Regions from separate parts of the Mus musculus genome. Here region 1 is linked to region 2. The links are chromatin contacts, called in public HiCAR-type maps. All regions are on one chromosome and are shown on one strand. The core of a region is the stretch at or near the end of the contact, and the rest is flanking DNA. Distances in the headings are between cores, read along the strand shown.

Evidence for each region. HiCAR-type assays count read pairs that join an accessible place to other places.
Region 1: a contact with region 2 is called in a HiCAR-type map of kidney, with 2.2 times the contacts expected there. The contact joins two enhancer-like sites. A contact is called at or near these places in 1 of 115 datasets of contacts at active chromatin or transcription factors (kidney) and 1 of 9 other capture datasets (pancreatic islet).

Annotation. Positions count from the first base shown.
Region 1 is chr11:110,984,801-110,987,500 of GRCm38.p6, forward strand. It overlaps a transcript of Kcnj16 not described here. Among named protein-coding and RNA genes, the nearest start is that of Kcnj16, 11 kb to the right of the region's middle. Within about 2 kb of position 1,436, at least 15 of the 459 cell types and tissues checked have an H3K27ac peak or open chromatin away from gene starts, as enhancers often do. A contact at or near this core is called in kidney, where this site is marked.
Region 2 is chr11:110,813,911-110,816,610 of GRCm38.p6, forward strand. No RefSeq gene overlaps it. Among named protein-coding and RNA genes, the nearest start is that of Kcnj16, 180 kb to the right of the region's middle. Within about 2 kb of position 1,446, at least 2 of the 459 cell types and tissues checked have an H3K27ac peak or open chromatin away from gene starts, as enhancers often do. A contact at or near this core is called in kidney, where this site is marked.

The sequences.
Region 1 (2,700 bases), core at 186-2,685, 170 kb after region 2:
TAATGAGGTATCTCTAGACCCTGGGGGTTTATCCAATAAACTTCCCTTCCGGGACACTCCTTCCTGCAAAAGGTATTTAATCTCTGGTCCACCCTGAGGAGGTGGCATGCACCCCTTGTTCAGAATGAACAATCAATAAACAGTTTGGAACCATGGACAGTCTCATCAAGAATGGCTGTGGGGAGTGGAGTCTGGAAGCTGCTGGTCAGGGAACCACGGTTTCAGCCTCCCACATCTTAGGCTGCATTTTCCCACCTTCTGAGCAGTGTGTCTGCGCTTTCCTTGAGCCTAGCATCTGATGGTGGTGCAGGGTAAATGCAAACACACACACACACACACACACACACACACACACACACACACACACACACACACCAAGCCAATAATTTATGCTTCTGATTCTTTCTCTTCCTTCCTTCCTTCCTTCCTTCCTTCCTTCCTTCCTTCCTTCCTTCCTTCCTGTCTCTCTCTCTCTTTCTCTCTCTCTGTCTCTCTCTGCCTGTCTGTCTGCCTGTCTGTTTTTCTTTCTGACTTATCTTTCCGGATCTACAAAGGCATAGAATGGTTGTTAAATGCCAAGCACACATCAGGCTTTGTGCTGTTTGCTAAGGACCATGTTATGTGACTTATATGTCCCTCTTAATTTCAGGTATTCCAAAAGATAAGCTGGAGGTGGTAAGCTAAACCAACTGGTTGCCTACACTTTTGTTTTGGAATTGAGTTGTGTATTGTTTAAGTAGTAGTTTTGTGATGACCAGAAGTAAGAGCAGTTTTATGTTTTTGTTGTTGTTCTGGCTTCTACTGTTGGACAAGAAACAACACTTTAAGACCCTCCTGCCACATCAATTTGTTATTCAATTCAGTAGCACTCTAAAGTGACTTGGGAAGACAGTGTCCAAATTACTGGAGCATAAAACTACCGTGCTTCCAGGACTTTGGTAGTCTACAACCTGAAGGCATACTATTAAGTAAGTTTAACTTGCTTGGAATGAGGGGAAATGTTTATCCATAAACTAGGCTTTCAACTGCAAGTAACAACTCTTTCTAATCTCTGTTTATTAAATCTATGTGTAGATAAAGAGATGAAAACTTACTACTCCAATATTTATAGAGAACACACAGCTCTAACTGATTTGAATCTAATCTTAACATTATATTCATGACAAAGGAGAATATGATACCACTGATGTGTTAACACTAGAAACACCTGTTCCTGTTCCTCTGGGTCTAGTGCTACAATCTACCCTGCTGCTTTCATGGAAAAGACCTTGAGAGGGAAACTGGTCGAAGCTACTTCTGCCTGACCTCAGCCGGCTGGCTCACTGTGCCCAAAGAATGCTGCCCCAACATTTGCTGGGGCACTTAGCCTTTAGACTCCACTTAGAATGTAATCACTTACAACCCTCCCTGTCAAAGAATCTGAGCTGGTGAAATGGGGCAGGCAATCTGGGCTGAGCCTGTTTTGGCTGCTTGTGTGCAAAGGGGACTGGGAGAAAGGCTGATGGCAGTGATTTCGTGACTGAATGGGGAAGTTGTTCTGAGGGAATTTTTTTCTCCCTTTAAAGAAAATTCTACAAGCCTGAAAGCTCTGAGATAAAGGAAAAGCCACCACTGTTTATTCTCTCACAGGCCTTCGATGATGGGGAAAATAGATCATCCTTGTTGCTTGTTGGCTCACTGGAACTGGACACAAATACTTAAGAAATTAAGGTCAATGAAGCGCTAAGACGGTATTTCCCTGGGTCCTTTTTCTTTTTTCTTTTTTTTGGGGGGGGGGCTGGTTTGAATTCTGCCTTACAGTCCTATGTACTAACCATCATGTGCAGTGAGCATATGTTCATCTAACATTTTAAAAAGTAATTTGTCGTCCTTCTTAGGATTTCACACAAATGCTAAGCAATCTTATAGCCGCCCACTCTTTTGACCCTTTTTGACGCTTTGTAACTTCCTCCCATATGTTTTTTATTATTTTTTTTTTTTTATTTTCACCTTTGAGACAGGACTATGACACTATGTAGCTCTGGCTGGCTAGAATATGCTAGGTGCAGCATGCTGACCTAAAATTCACAGCTATCTACCTTATGGTTGGGCAAAGCACCCATAAGCACACAATAAAAAGAAAATAAATATCAAATAATGTGATAATATTACTTATTATTTATTTGATAATAAATATCAAGTAATAAAGCCTAGCTTTGTTGTAAAGTAACATTAGATGGAAACACTCCTTTTCCGACCTCTGGCTTAATTTTTTGAAGGGGAGTCCTTTTTCAGTAATTCTCCTAACTACCTGAATCTGATTAGTAGTCAATGAACCATCTTCATTATGATGATAAACAAAATGGAAGGACACGGACAGAGTAAATGAAAATGGAAAATAAAAGAAACACATGACCAATTGCATGGGGACACATCAAACTTTCTCCTAAATAGTTCTTCTATAGAGAAAGAGAAAATTGTGATTTGGATGTTTGTTTAAGTACCCGTGACTCAGATTTTGTTTTGTAACTTTTCACACAGCCAGTACTGTGAAGGTTCCTCTATATTTTCTATCCGCAGCCTAAAGAGAAATGACAATAATAACATTGGCATTTGCTTAAGTCTTTGGAAAACTTCAAACTGAGTTCGCAGGAATGCCGCATGGAGTACCTCTCCCAAGCAAGTTGGTTGGACAAGGCTGTTTTTGGGGACCCAATTTTC
Region 2 (2,700 bases), core at 196-2,695:
ACATGATCTTCCTTTACTTGCGCTAAGAATTGCCATCTTCACTTTTGAACTAATTAATCGTTAATTGTGTGTGATGCATATACGTGGCTGTGCACAGCAGCCAGGGGCTGATATGAAGATGTTGCACTTCAAACACTTTTATCCACCTTGAGTTTTAGAGACTGTGTCTTTCCGTGATCCAGCAGGCACTTGAGCCACTGAGAAGGCTCCAACAGCCCACCTTTATTTGTTTTCAGTACCATTGGAAACACCGATGAGGAGAGTTCAATGTGAAGTGCCAATGGGGGGGGGGAGAGAGAGAGAGAGAGAGAGAGAGAGAGAGAGAGAGAGAGAGACAGAGAGACAGAGAGACAGAGAGACAGAGAGAGAGAGAGAGAGGCATCCCTCATCCCAGAAGCACATGAATCATCAAAATGGAGATCTTGCCTCGATGAAGGCTACAATGATGGCTTTGATGTCTGTCCCTCTAGAAGTCTATCTTGTCATAGTCTGGGGACCAGCTGATGGTCTTACTTGCAAACAATGGAACCTTTAGGAGACAGGATCAGGAGGACAGAAGTCAGGTCATTATGGGTATGTCCTCACTGGACACATCAGCACCTAGGAGCCTGCTTCTTTCTTCTTATTTATTTATTTATTTATTTATTTATTTATTTATTTATTTCCTTCCTGGGCATCACAATCTGAGAGGCTTTGTTTTGCCACAAGCTTCTTGCCGTGATGTCTCACCTCCACATCTATGCTCCTGAAAGAACGGAAACCCCCTGACCATGGGCAGAAGAGAGGTTAGATCGATCTTCCTTACTTTAAGTTGATTTTTCTCTGCTGTTTTACCTTCTGAGGTTCAAGGCTCTGGGCAGCCTTCCAGGACGCACACTCATGAAGGCAACCCTGGAGAAAGGCATTTGATGGGGGGTGGGGGGGGCCTTCCATGACCAGTATCATAGAACATGGACGGCTAAGAGAGGAAGTGTCTCCTCATAACCCTCTGTACCCTCTGCAGAGGACTATGGACACTCGAGCATGTGAGCGCCGCGAGGTCGAAGAATGGCATTTGCTGAGATTAGCTTTTTCAGCAGGAGTTAGAAGCAAACTGTTAACATCTAGGTAAAAATTAAACATGCAGTGTATGTGATCCAGAATCTTAGCTTGTTATTTTTTTCCCGTCAAGACACATACATTGTTTTGAAATTCGATTTCAGAGTATTGGAGATGAAAGTGAGTGGGAAGAAAGGAAAACGTCACTTCATGAGGAAGACGAAGGCATCAGTTAATAGCCTCTGTATCTGCTGTCTTCAGAGTTTCTGGGGCTGCCTAGTTTTGGAGGATCACAAGAGGAAATGACCTAAGTTTACTACGGGGCTTGCGTAGAGACCAGCTCGGCAGTGGGCGGTGGTATTGCTAGCTGGCTAACTCTCTCTCCCACTCAAATGCCAAGCTCTAAAAATAGCTCAGTGGGAACTGCCCAAAAGCACCTCCCTCGTGGCCTGCAAATCAAAGCTCCGATGAAGTCCAAGGATGGGAAATGTGGTGGCAGAATTGCCCTTCCGTGCCAAGGGCAGAAACCCTCCTGCCCTCTCAGAGGTCAGGACCAAGCCATGATGCAGGCTTCACTCAGGAGTTCTTGGACCTCTTGGAACTTGATGGTTCTCTGAGATTCCAGAGGTCCAAACATGAACACTGTTCAATTTACACTTACTTGACATTAGTCCAAAGAATGCCATGCCTCCTGGGACTCCTCTCTTCTCAGGAAAAGAATTCTCAGTAGCCCTGGCTTACATTAGGGAGGCCACTGACGAGTTCTTTTTCTTCCTTTTTTAAATTTATTTTTATTTTTTATTAATTTTTTTTCCCGATGGAGACACATTAAAGCAGTGCTGAGTCCAGGTCACTCATGTGAAACTGGATGTTCTGTGACTGAAGTCATAGGCAGGCATTGAGGGAAGTGATGGAGCATAATGGGCAATGGTCCAATTTGGGAACAACACTCAAATGTTTTAGATCTTGGTCATCTCAAAGTACTATAGTAATATCACATACATGCAGGCATAAAGACAAGATAGATTCTGGGCTGGGGAGATAACTTGGTAAAGTTCTTTCTGTACAACATGAGGACCTGGCTTTGGTACCCAGTAGCCATGTAAATTACCAGATGAGGTGACATGCATTTTGTAATCTCAGGATTGGAGTGGAGTATATAAGCTGACCCTAGGATGCTTGCAGGCCAGCCAGTTCAGTTCAAACAGCTCCAGAACTCATAAGACTCTGTCTCAAAATTTATGTGGGGGATCACTTCCAAAAAGAGATGATTTCCAAAAAATATATCAGTGTTAGAAATGATTGAGGAAGGTACCTGACACTTGACATACTCCCTCCACCTGAATACACCTGTTCATCCCCCACACAAGATCAATCTATCAATCAATAACACATAAAGATATAAATATATAAAATCATACTGTTTTCTTAGAGTTTGTAGTCACCAAGAGTTTGTCTGTTTCGGGCTAGCATCCTCACCACACACACTTGTCACTGTGTCCTCATTTGGCAGAAGGGGCTAAGATGGTGGGTCTCAACCTGTGGGTCACAACCTCTTTGGGGTCAAGCGACCTTTTCACAGGGGTCACATACCAGGTATCCTGCCTATCAGATATTCACATAATTATTATTCATAATGGTAGCAAAATTACAGTTTTGAAG